2 separate regions of the Mus musculus genome follow, and region 1 is linked to region 2. A link is a contact called in public HiChIP or PLAC-seq data. All regions are on one chromosome and are shown on one strand. Each heading gives the region's core, a stretch centred on a gene start, on an enhancer-like site or on the middle of the called end of the contact. The rest is flanking DNA. Distances are from core to core; before and after follow the strand shown. Region 1 overlaps Polr1a (polymerase (RNA) I polypeptide A). Region 2 has its middle 26 kb from the start of Gm38832.

Region 1 (6,494 bases), core at 1,840-4,339, 210 kb after region 2:
CCAATAAAAACAAAAGGCAGTGAAGCAGGGGTTGGGGGGACGGCTCTGTTGGTAAAGTGTTTGCCATGTACTCTGGAGGACTCTCAGGAATCAGATAAAAAGCCTCAGTGTGGTGGTGTGTTCCTGTAAATCCAGCACTGGGGAGGCTGACACAGGCAAAGCCCTGGTGCTCACTGGCCAGCCAGAAAAGGAATGAGCCACTCTTTAGAAGCATTCTATTTTTAGGGAACCCATTTGATATATGGAGAGGTCAATGGGGGAAGGGATTCATCTCACAAAAGCACGCACAGCCTGAAGTGAAATTTCTGGTTTCTTTCGAGACTCAGTTGTGTCATGTGATTTTTTTTCCCTGGAAACAGTCTTATGAGAGGATGTTTTTTCCTGAAGCAGACACAGGGGAGGATGTTTTACTAAGAACAGACATGTGGTGTTTTTCTGGAAGCAGCCAGAAAAAGGGGCATGTGATGTTTTGCTAGAGTGGATGCTTGAGAGAACATGCGATGTTTGGGAAGGATATAAGTATGACCCAATAGACAGTGGACGATGCTGGATGGTATTAGTATGCCTTACCATTCTTTGCTAGTTGTTTGTCATGTCAGAAACACACCAGTAAACTTCCAGTGGTGTTCTGGTGGCTTCTTGATGCTTCTGTGAATTCGGACAGTTTGGCAGAGCCTCCCGGGTTTCTTCTGATTTGTGAATGGTGTTTTCGAGTGGATCAATGCTGATTCGTATGAACTGAGAGGCTGATATCCTGACACTGCAGATTGGATTTGCTCCAAAGAACTATTTCTAAGCAGGTCCATATCCTCCTTTGCCCTATTAACCTTTCCTTTCCACTACCTCTGGTGGGTGGTGGCCTAGAAGGGAGGTTAAAGTGTTTACAAACCCTTATTAAAAGTAGGTTTTGAGAAATCAAAGCCTACAATATCCACCCCATGGGTGATTGTGTGGTAAGGTTTTCAGTCTTGTACATTTGCATCCAGATGATCCTTTGTTGTTAAGACTATACTTTAATTACAGCAGCATTGGACTTGTACCCTCCAGATGCCAGTAGCATCTCTTTACAGTTGTGACAAAAATATCTTTAGACATTGACAAAAGTTCCAAGTGTGCATGGGAAGGAGTACAATATGCCCCTAGTGGAGGACCACTCAGTGTACAGGTAATATAGGTGAGCACCTATAGTTGTGCTGATATGGCTAAAGTAGACTTTAGGAACACTTACTAATTACCATTTTATACATAAAATACAGAAGGGCCAAGCAACTCCCTCAGTGTTACATTTGTGAGATGAGAGAACTTGATTCTGTCCTCAGCGCCAGCTGTCTTGCCTGCTGTCCTTGAGGATTGGCTGGCTCTACTCACTGTAATGTCAGGGGCTGGGGAGATGGCTCAGCCATTAAAGTCACAGCAAACATATGGACCCAAGTTATCAAGCATTCATGTAAAAGTAACCAATGTTGAACGCTGGGCTCAGGGAGACACTGTCTCAGAATCTAGATGGAAAGTAACTGAGCATTGACCCTCAGCATTGACGTCTGGCCTCCACACACAAGTGTGCATGTACCAACACACAAATAGGTACATCATACCCATCCACCTTGTGAAACAAACAGAGTCCTGAGTAAGGGCCGTTCAGTGTAACCCAGTGAGACCAGTGGTGTCTGAGACCCTCACATATATACCTCAGCCCCAAACTGGCTGAGGCTCCTGTGACAACAGCACAGTGGACAGCTGATCTAGAAAGCAGCACCAGGCAGGGCCAGCAGGTCTTCCTCATATAGATACTCAAACTTGCTAGAAATATAGAGGCACATGTGGCTGGGCCAGGATGAGGCATCTGTATGTTCACGATGAAGCCAGGAAGTGGGAGGTGTGGAGGAGCGCAAACTGCGGTGGGGAAGCAGTGACTGAGTCATGATTTTTTCCCAGCTTCCTCTTCTGGCCTCTGAGCATGCACTCAGCTATTCTCTTTCCTCCCCATGAAACCAGCAGTTTGGTCCTACCTGGATAAGTATATGGTGTGTGTTCACATGCCCTCTGGGTACCATAACCTTTGGCTAGAAATAAGGCAGAATTGCCTGGTGAGATGTTTGGAATGCTGCATTGCTAGCTCCATGAGAATAGGGTCTGTATGGTTCGCACAAGTGGAGATTGGAGTGGGATGGATGCAGGATGGGAGGAAACTGGGAGTGGGCACTTTGTGTGAGATTTGGGTACAGGGAAGTGGCAGCAAATACCACTGATTCATACAGAACACCGCAGAGCCTTCAGTGACACCTCAGACCTGCACTCAGCCTCCCTGGCACTCACAGGACAGAGGCACCTGGAGAACCAGAAGGATGAGTGTCTCTGGACATCTGGGTCTTTTTAATTTGCTGTACTGGGGCTGGGCCCAGGCCCTTGGAAAGAGACTCTCCCAGAGCTGGACCCCCAGCCCTGGGTTCTTTCTTTGTCAAGATGGTCTTGATTTCATTATGGAGACCAGGAGGTTGTTAAACTTGAGGTCCTCCTGCCTCAGCCTCCCAAGTGCTGGAACTACAGGCGCATGTCTCCAAGTCAAAGCATCACTGTTTTGATGGAAACTTCTACTGGCTGGCCAAGCATCCCCTCCCTTTGGTCCTGTTGCTATCCTCCTGGGAGGAACTCTGAAAGGTGCACAGGCAGCTTCCATAATGTGCTGACTCAGGAGCTTCCTGGCACCTATCTTCTGCCAGGCCTCATGTGTGTTAGATCACTGCAGCTTCCTTTGAGCAATCTCTAGAGTCCCTGCAGACATTAGCTATTTAGAGCTCACTGGAGGACTGAGGGCCAGTGACTTACTTCCCACATCACCTCACACTCAAGTGAAGTTAGCTTTAAGTCACAGTACTGCGGGTGAACTAAGCTTGTGGTTTGACTCTTGCTGTATACTCTTTTCTGAAGCTCATTTCATATCCGGGGTGTACCCAAGGCCACTCTTATCTCAATCCTGGAGTGCGGTTCTATAATCAGCTTTCTAAAATGTTCCGCAGGTGCTGGGGAGGGTAGAGCAGAACACTCATCTCGCACATGCAGCCCCGGGCTCAATCTTTAGTGCTGAAGGGGTGGTGGTGGTTTACGACTCCACCCCAGGGAGGTAAGTAGGAGAGAGCATACTTATTGTTTCTGATCTCGAGCCTGCTCACTTCCTTTTTGCTGGGCTATTTTTACAGGATTACTCACTTGCTTTGGTGTTTCTCTGTTCAGAATCCTTTGAGGTTGGTCTCCCTGTCATGTTACGGCAGTAGGCTGGGGAATATTCTCAGGACTGCAAATGTTCTTTCTTTGAAGCTATTTCAAAACAGGCACAGTAGACCCAAGCTAAATGTGAAACAGCTGGGTGGGTGGGTGGAGGAAGGATGCCACCACTCCAGGCTCCAGTACAGGTCAGAGGTCTGGCATAAGTGTGGTCACATTAATGTTTACATTCAGGGTTTGCTCCTTTAGCTCTATGCTCTTCAGTTCCAGGTAAGATTGACTGCAGGAAGTCACACACCCACCTAGGCTCTGGACGCCACAGCTTCCAGACTACCTTGATATTTCCTACAAGAATCCCCTCTCCACTCTAGTGTAAGAAGAAAGTGAGTAAGTAGTCACCCTGCCTTTTCACCCAAAGAATGAATGCCCTATCTATCCTGCAGGCTGCGTCCTCAGGGCAGGGTTTTCTGGGACCCCTTCTGTCTGCTTCCCTTAGAGGCTGTGACAGTCTTCTATGCCATGTCCTGCAGTCTGTTTTGAGGTGCTGGCTTTCTTGGGTATACACAGGATAGGTTCCATCATGAGCCTGAAGGAGACTGCAGAATCTCTTCTGGCATGGTAACCTTTAGGCCAGCCCATTTCTGAAGTCACCGCAGTCTTCTTACCCGACTAAGGTAACACAAATTCTCCCCACAGCCTTCCACAGTTCTGTGCTTCTGGCCATGGGTAGGATTCAGAGGTGAAGACTGGGAGTTGGGGGCAGGGGGCACAGTCTGCCCTTACAATGCCAGATAAAAGTAGGAAGAGGAGCCTGAAATCTGTGCCAAGAAAATACTAATTACCAGATGCAGAAACCATAAATGAAGGGAAAGATTAAAAACTTAAGTCTTGATTATCTTCTAACAGCCAGTTCCAGCCATGTTTATTACTCAGCCCACGCTGGAATAACAGTGGACAAAAATAGAAACGGTCTGGCTTCATAAAGCCTCTGTCTTTTCTGTCCAGCCAGGGAACCTGACTGCATGGCTCAAAGACCCCAACAGTACAGGGCCTGGGGGTGACTAGGGGCTCTGACATCCAGCTGAGTGTAGAGGCAGGAAGGTCAAGCTACGTGGCCTTGCTGAATAGCCCCAGTAGGAAACTTTAGGCTGTGGGGTAGGGAGCTGCTGCGGTCCCAGAGAGATGTCTTGGCTGTGGGAGTGTTCTGGTCTGGTGTATGCAGCCATACAGCAATGGCAGTGTGGCGGGGGCCTTGTGCCATTGACTCAGGCCCAGGAAAGCAGCCCTGAGTGGAGCCTCTTTGAGGACTCTCCTTTGGTAGCTGCAGCAGGGAGGGACAGGCACATGGAGCAGGTTTCATGCCCTTTCTGGATCTTCAGGAACCCCTGGGAATGTTTCCTTAGCCACTAGCATACGCACAGCAACGGTGGCACCTGGGATTCCCAACAGCAAATGTGGCTCACGGTGATCTTCCCACTGTGTAGTCCTGGGTCTTGTTAGGATCCTGGCTGGGGCCTCTGGGAGCAAAAGTCGAGCAACAGCCATCTCTGAGGGCTTGGGAAGCCTTGCTCCTGATCCCGAGATGAGAAAGGCTAGGTAGGAGGAGCCTTTTCTGAGGGAAGCCGGCCCAGCTCAGGCCATCTGCTTTCCGGACCCCAAGGCTACTGCTTTGCTATGTCACTCTGTACTGTCAGCTGTGCCCACCCCCAGGTCCTCCAGGCTGGGCAGACAATGCTGCTATCTTAGGGGCTGCTTGAGCTCAAACAGGCCTGTCCCGCCTTTGACAACCTTTCCCACCACGAGGCAGGCGGAAGGTGACTTGAGTTCATCATGGGATCCTATGTAAGACAGAAAGAGCTTGTGTTAGGGGTCTGGGGGAGGTGTGGGGGACTGAGGGCTCAGTGCTGAGGCTGTGTGGTGGTACCTGTTAGCCGGAGATAACACCCTCCCATCCCCCCACCCCCGTGGACTCATGCTATGGCACTGTATTTAAGTTTGGAAGAGGAGCTCTCTCTTTATTCCATCAGAATGCAGACATTTACTGTCGGCTGCCTCTCCACTTCTGATTCCAAGATCTCACTGCATGCAAGGGGTGAGACAAGCCCATCTGCCCAGGGAAGGCCCAAGTCACTGCCCACACTCACCCATCATGGTGGCCTGTTTCAGAAACTGGAAGCTGGTTTCAAATGTCATCTGCTGCAAAGGGGAGGAGCTTGACTGGATCCCAAAGCGATTGAGTGGCTTATAAACCCCCTCAAAACACATGTAATCAGCCACCAGGGAGAGATGGCGAGGATCAACTGCAATGCCTGTCACAGGGGCAGAACATTAGGAAGGTTAAACAGAGACAAGGCAAACTTGAGGGAGCATCCTCTGACACAGGCAGGCTACAGTGAGACCCTGGATCTCTCTCAGCTCCCCCACCTCCTCATCCAGCCGTGAAAGCCCTACACCTGGCCCAGGGACTGCCCTGATCCCTTCATCTTGCTCATCATGTCCATGTAGCAAGCAACACAGGATAATGAGACTCTGCCTAAGTGTCCTGTTTCTACCTGGGATCTAGACCCTTGAAGGGCCAAAGCCATCCATCATGAACTTTACAAAGACATCAGTAACAGGGACGCTACTTCAAGAGTCAAAGCCACCATCTTCCACACTCCCTCATGGTGACTCTCAAATGACTGTAGACTCAGCAACCATGCCTCTGTTCCCACCAAAATGAAGGGCTAACCACCTCAGTTCACTTGCCCTAGCCTGCAGGTACTCCGACTAGGCCAGGTATGCTGTCATGCTCCGCTTACCATACACAGCAAACACATCTTTAATCTCCTTCTCTATCACCCGCAACGCAGCCTCGATGCCATAAGTATTGGCCATGGCGTGGATGTCATTGGAGTAGAGGCGGCGCAGGTCCAGTATCTGGACAAGGGAAGAAGGGACGGACTTAAGTAAGTGTCCCATTGCCAGCTTTGTCCTGTGTGCATGTCCCCAGTATTCTCTCCTCGCCTTGTGCCCAGTGGCTGGGGCCAGCTGGTGCCAAGTGTGTGGAGACAGCAAGGATGAGCGAGGACAGTTGCTGCACACCAGCCAGGGTCCTACACTGTCTTGCTTTTGTGACCAGTATAACGAGACAACGTAGGACACACTTGAAATTAATCAAGAAACAGTTTTTTGTTCATTATTATTCTTGTAACAGCAATCTGTTCACTGGGATGGACGCTTGGGAGGTGAAGAGAGGTTCCTCAGCAGAGACCCTCGAACACCTCTCCAGG
Region 2 (6,606 bases), core at 3,539-6,038:
GCCTCTGCTGGGGGTGGAGGCTGGGGGTGGGCCCTACCGGAACCTGGGCTGGGTGCACAGGCTACAGTGCTCCGGAGTGTGAGCAACATAGGTGCAGGCAGAGCTCCCACCCTGACCCCTTCACACAGAGCAAAGAAGTGCCAAGTCTTCCTTCAGCAGGCACTCCTTGCCCTCAGACCGGATCTGTGAAGAGTTAAGGACAGGTGGGGGATGGGCTGGGGATGGGGTGGTGGTAGTGGTGGTGGTGTGTCCCTGCCTGCACCCCAGAAAAGTACTTCAACACAAGTCAGAGTGAATCAGAGTTAGTGAGTTTATTAAGCAGAGTTAAGAGGTAAAACATTAAGCACTGATGAGGGAGGGGGAGGCAGGAAGGAGGAGAGGGGGAGGGGAGAAGGAGATGGAGAGTGGGGGGGGCAGGGGGAGGGGGGAGAATATGAATGGCCACTAGGAAAAGAGTGTCCACAGCTCCGACGTTGAGGGCAGGTTTTCTAGAGGAAGTCACACTACTGCACCAGCACAGTGGCACTTTGCAGGATCCTGCGGTTTTTCTAAATTATGCCATTCAAAGGATGCAATTACCACAAGCCTTAAAGATTAAGCAAAGTTTAAAACTTAAGTGAAGTTTAAGTTGGGTGTGGTGACACATGCTTCCCCCCCCCCCCCCCAATCTCGACACTCGGGAGGTGGAGACGGAGGATCAGGAGTTCAAGGTCACCCTCAATCACACAGAGAGTGCCTAGCTAGCTTGGGGTACAGAAGCTTCAGACTGTTCCACCCTGCTGACATTCTCCACCACCACCCATTAAAAAAAATTAAGTTTAGAAAGTGAACAGTTTACTTACGTGTCTTAAGAGATTACGAATGAATTTGCAAGGTAAGGTTTTATGAGGCGTGTTTAGATTTAGAGAGGAGAAGACGCTGATCCTGGTAACTTTAAGGCCACAGCCCTCGACCCAAAGTGTGCACCATGTGTGTTTTAAACACCCATGTTTGCTATGGATTCAAGAAGACAAGCCCAACCTCAATTGACAGTTTCGGCTTGATCAACAGGATTGCAGTTTCTGGGCACAGCCAGCAGGCATTGCACACTGGGTCCCAGGGTGAGGAAGACCCGTCCTTTTTTTTTTTTTTTTCCTGTGTCTCTCTCCTGCCTCACACATCCATATGCTGGAACTAGAGCTGCAGAGATGGGAGTAGACACACCCTCGGGCTTTACAGAGGAGAGAACGCTGAGTGAGGGAGCTGTGAAGGTTCACACAGCTCAAGGACAAGGCGTTTTCACGCTGAGAGTTGAGATGCTTAAAAGTCAGTGGCCTGAAGAGTCTTCAGTACCTACCTCCCGGCCACAAGGAGCCTTCTCTCCCTAACCTCCAATACTGTCCCAACCAACACGGGAAAGCTTCCCTGGCTCTGGGGGAGGAAAGGGGTCACGGAATTACGCCTCAGCCTCTCCCCAGGAGTGCGCCCCAGCCCCTGAGGTTTGCTTAGAGCTAGATCAGCCAGCTCCTGGCAGACTGGGCCGTTTGCGTGTGGGCGCTCTGGAGTCCCCTCCCCGCCCCGCGTCCCCTTACCCCCACAGCTGGCGCCTTTCTCCGTGCTTCCATCCCCCCAGCAGCTTCCCTCCCGCCATCCGCCCCTCCTTGCTTGGTCCCCCCACCCCACCCCAGGCGCCCTGGTCCCTGTGTGGGCTTTGACTCAGCGCCGGGAGCCTGGCTTAGGCAAACCACGCCGCACTGGACGCCGTTCAAGCTTTTACAGGCCCTCAAATTGGGGCTGGAGCCGGAGAGGAAATACTAAAATCCTGTGTACACAACTTCTGTCTGTGCGCGCAGCCCGGGTTCCAGGAGAATCCAGGCAGCGAGGGACACATTTGCGCTGTGTGTAAGGGCTCCTTCCCCCACCCCAGCTTTTAACAAGAGAACCAGGACTCTGGATGTGGGTGAGGGGAGGGTCCAGCAGAGCTGATGAGCTCTGATCCCCACACATCCTGTTCCAAACCTTCAGGACCATCAGCCAGAGACCTGCATGGCCCAGGATGGTTCCCAATGGGTCCTTGGAACCTGGGAAGGAAATAAACCACTCACCACCCTGCCCCTCTCTCTGTGACTGTGGGCAAGGGCCTCTACCTGCCCATCTGTAACACTGGGACAAAATGTTAAGGCATTTATATTTGTATCCATAGATTAGAACCACATTGGTCAGAGACGCTTCTGGCCCGAGTAACAATTAATACAGAGACTTAGAATTAGTCAAAGTGCTGATGCTAAGTGATTACGGAGAACTCAGGCCTAAATAGGATCAGCAAACCAACCTCCTCCCCCAAGGCTCAGAGAACCTTAGCAGAGGAAGGGAGACTGTGAGAGTCTGTGGATGGGGAGGGGAGCTGGGAACTGCTGAATTCCGGGAACTCACTTCATTTCTGTTGGGGTTACCAGCACAAGACCAAGCCGTAGGTCTGTCAGTTTCCCATCAAGCAGCTCTATTTGAACTCGGTGGGTTCGATGATGATGATGATGACGCCGCCGCCGATGACGATGATAACAGAAAAATTAAGAGGACATGAACATGGGAGGCAGGGATCGGGCAGGGGCATGATCAAGGTACACTGTATATGTGTGTGAAACTGTCAAAGAATAAATAGATGTTTTTTTTTTTGTTTTTTTTTTTTTGTTTTTTTTTTTTTGTTTTGTTTTTTGTTTTTTTTTTTGTTTTTTTGTTTTTTTTTTTTTAATGGTAAGCTACTTGGGAGTCTCCTGTGAAGGTTTCAGATGAACTAGGTAGGGAACTAGCTGGAGTCTGGTTGTATCAAGTGCTCACTAAAAGGCAGCGTGATTATTATATGGAGCTGACCCTTCAGAGCCAGTATCAGTTAATCAATCCTCACAGCAGCCTAGCAAGAGAATCTGTTAACAGCAATATAGAAAAACAGGACCCCCAAGACTCACCCAACACCATCCAACTGGGGGGGGGGCATCAACTGAGCAATTGTACCCGTGCAGTCTTTCTTCACAGTCCAGATGTGCGGCACCATGAGACTAAAGAAGAGGGGGCGGTGGTCAGAGCTGCTGATCTGGCACATAGCTCCCACACCCGAGCCTGCTTCATCTCTGTCAAGTGCCCTGAAATGTCCACAGCTGGGTCTGCTGGGAAGTACCTGTCCCACCACCCTCTCCAAAGAGGCTCCTCCTCCTCCTCCTCCTCCTCCTCTTCCTCCTCTTCCTCCTCCACCTCCTCCTCCTCCTCCCCTCTTCCTCCTCCTCCTCTTCCTCCTGCTCTTCTTCTTCCTCCTCCTCCTCCTCCTCTTCCTCCTCCTGCTCTTCTTCTTCCTCTTCCTCTTCCTCCTCCTCCTCTTCCTCCTCCTCCTCTTCCTCCTCCCCTCTTCCTCCTCCTCCTTCTCTTCCTCCTGCTCTTCTTCTTCTTCTTCCTCTTCCTCCTTCTCCTCTTCTTCCTCTTCCTCCCATCTCTCCAAGGCTCTCACCTCCCTGGGCCTCCCCTCCCATCCTGTTGACCTTGACCCCTCTGGTCCAGGATGAGGTTATATCCTCATCATTCTAGCTTCTCATCTGGATCCCTGCATCCCTGGCCCAGTCTCTTACACAAAGCAGTGTCTGTCATGTACAGAAATGGGTTTCCTCTGATGGAAAGTCTGGGTGGCTGGTCACAATACTCCCTCTGGATGCCAGTCCGGAGAACAGAAGAGGGACCCAAGCCAGCTTGCACAGTGACAGGGAGACACAGGGGGCATCACTCACCCTGTGCCCCAGGAATCGGTCCAGTCAGTGATGTGGATGGCTCTTCTGATAGCCCCTCCTTTCTTTCTCTCCCCTCTTAATTGTCCCCCACAGTGAGGACCTGCCAAGAGGCTGTGTTTAGTCACAGGCAAGGGCTGACACCTCCCAGGGCATCTCAGTGTCTTTTTGGTAAGTCACTCATGCTGGAATTAGAGGGGCTCCTGCCCAGGGCAGCACTACACTCATGATCTATACCCAGCCTGTGACCACACAGCGGCTCTCCCAGACTTCTAGACGGCAGGAGTTGCCTCTGCTTTCCCCGGTGATTCGAACCCCAGAAACTCACAGCCAAGAGGCCTGTTGGAATCCAGTTATTGGCTGTAACTTCTGGCATTGTGGTTCGTTGAGGTCTTGGGCAAATCGCTTCCACTCTTTGTACCTAAGTTTTCCCATATAATTGAATTCCTCAGGACTGAAAGGCATGCATGGGGTGTTTGAGTCCTAAATACCCCTGGGGAGCCACAGGATTTTTCTGTGGGAGCCACAGTTGGGGTACCACCTAAGGCCGTGTGGCTGAGCTTGAGGGAATGGCTGACCCAGAGTTCTTTCTAAGCACTGAAAAGGGAGGAATCAGTGTTGGGGAGGCTGGTGTGCCCTGATTTGGCACCTACAGAATTTGTAGCTTGGTGGCCCCCACTTCTGCCCTAACCATTCTGTAGCTTTGACATTCTGGAGAACAACCCATATCCAGAAAAAGGCTGTTCTGAGCCTAGAGTGCCCTCTAGGACACCCCTGATGCCTAACAGATTTGGTGATGCCTTGTGAACACATAGTGGCTTCAGACCCACAAGACTTCCCAGGCTCCCAGAAGGTCCCAGTGCTGTGAACCTGTTATGGTGGAGTCCGGAGGTGCTTAGAACCTGGTGTTCACACATTGGTGACCCAAGAATCTGATTGTTCTACTGGAAGCAGGGGAGAGCTGCCAGACAGCACACCTTATTCCATTAACAATCCTTGAAATTGGTGGCCTCAGAGAGGGAACGTCTTCATGGTGCGGCACCGCCCTCTGCTGGCCAGAATGGGAAGTACTGTCACACAGTACAGGTGGAGGTGATCTTATGGTGGGCTTTCCCACCTGCTCAGCCTTCACCAGTGGGGACCCTCCAGCTCGCCTGAACCCTGGAGGGATACCGACAGGAATGCTCCTCATAACTCCACATAGAGTCATCTTGTGAGTGGCTGGAGGTGTGACTCAGTTAATAGATTGCCTGCCTATGGAGAGCCCCTGGATTCCATCCCAGCAGTGCATGAGTGGGGTGTGAACATGTGCACCAGTAACCCCAGTATACTCAGAAAGCAGAGGCTGGAGGATTAGAGTACTCAGGTCATCCTTGGCTTGCTTCTTAGGGTGGGATACATGAGACTCGTGTGTGTGTGTGTGTGTGTGTGTGTGTGTGAATCAGCTTGTGAGAATATAGCAGGACTCACAACTTCTAGAAATAGTGATTTCATTAAAATCACTAGGTACCGTGGTGCACACCTTTAATCCCAGCACTTTGGAGGCAGAGGCAGGTATATCTCTGTGAGTCTGAAATTATCAGTCTGGTATATATAGCCAAGTTCCAGGCTAGCCAGAGATTCTTAGCCAGACCCTGGCTCAAAAAAGAAAGAAAGAAAGAAAGAAAGAAAGAAAGAAAGAAAGAAAGAAAGAAAGAAAGAAAGAAAGAAAGAAAGAAAGAAAGAAATTAAAATAGAATCCAAATGGACTCCACTGTACTGGGCTGGCAGAAAGGCCTTTCTTACTAGCTTTGGAAGATGGGAATGTATGGTCTCTTTGCCCAGGCTGTGGTACAGGGAATGAGGAGAGGAGAGGAGGCCTGTTTCAGTCTTCACAGGGCCCACTGTAAGCTCAGGAGGCTGTTTCCTGTGGTGACTGACAGCCCGGGCCTTGGCCCGTGCCCACTCCTGCTCTTGCTGCTCCACCCCACCCCCACCTGTTGCCTGTGGCTACTGAATGTGTCCCTCAAAACTGCTCTGGAGCCTCCTCCTTTCCCAATCCCCTCAAGGTTCTGGGAAATAAAATCAAGAAAGTCAGGGTGCCCAGGGGAAGGACTATGTGAGGGCCACAGCCATGTGGCCATCTCCAAGAAAGTTGCCACCCTTGGCTGGGTTATAGCGTATGTTGTGGGTCAGTGTTGGTTCCTGGACCGAGCGATCTCTGCCCTGAAGCTGAAGCCAGTACACACTGCTCTGACAAGGATCCACTGCTTGCCTCCTTTTGAAGACACATGAGTCTGGATAAGGAGAGCGACATTCTGTTGTTAGATTCAAAGCGTGGGCCAGACATCTCCTCAAAAGCCAGGCTTGGCCACCTGCCTTTAACAGACTCATTAATCAGACATGTAACAGGGAGAAGCAGAGACAAGATATGCATTCAGTGTAGCCATACTGGGAAGAGGAACAAAGAGAGGCAGTGGTACCCACACCCTTCCCAGTTTTATCTTCAGGGTCCTGAAGGGTGTGAGTTATGTACAGAGGTGTGGTCTTGGTCAAATTATGGTCCCTCATCATCACCGCCCCAGTCTCCTCTGTAAGGTGGTCTCTGGAGCTGGTTATCCCCTCTACCTTTTCCTGGGTTCTGGACATTGAACTCAGGTCATCAGGTTTGTGTGTCAAGTGCCTTATCACTGGGCCATCCTACCAGCCCCAAGTGGCTAGACAAGTGTCAGCAGTGTGAAATCTCCCTTGGGATTGGTCCCAAGGATCCAGCCTTTCCTTCTGCCAGCAGGAGACACCTGAGGAAATTCCACTCCCGGTGGACTACTGCCTCAATGGTCTTGACACTGGAGGGAGAGACTCAAGTGTTCCTTTAGAA

What was found. HiChIP or PLAC-seq counts read pairs in DNA pulled down with a chosen protein or histone mark.
Region 1: a contact with region 2 is called in an HNF4G HiChIP or PLAC-seq map of pancreatic cancer cells. The contact joins two enhancer-like sites. A contact is called at or near these places in 3 of 484 Hi-C or Micro-C datasets (embryonic fibroblasts, embryonic stem cells and nephron progenitors) and 4 of 115 datasets of contacts at active chromatin or transcription factors (the NIH/3T3 cell line, embryonic stem cells and pancreatic cancer cells).

What each region holds. Positions count from the first base shown.
Region 1 is chr6:71,976,981-71,983,474 of GRCm38.p6, reverse strand. Polr1a (polymerase (RNA) I polypeptide A) reads right to left here. Exons shown (of 34, transcript NM_009088.3): 32 at 6,024-6,141; 33 at 5,367-5,531; 34 at 4,115-5,060. The coding sequence ends at 4,960. Among named protein-coding and RNA genes, the nearest start is that of Gm26628, 16 kb to the right of the region's middle. Within about 2 kb of position 3,089, at least 153 of the 459 cell types and tissues checked have an H3K27ac peak or open chromatin away from gene starts, as enhancers often do. A contact at or near this core is called in pancreatic cancer cells, where this site is marked.
Region 2 is chr6:72,184,268-72,190,873 of GRCm38.p6, reverse strand. No RefSeq gene overlaps it. Among named protein-coding and RNA genes, the nearest start is that of Gm38832, 26 kb to the right of the region's middle. Within about 2 kb of position 4,788, at least 22 of the 459 cell types and tissues checked have an H3K27ac peak or open chromatin away from gene starts, as enhancers often do. A contact at or near this core is called in pancreatic cancer cells, where this site is marked.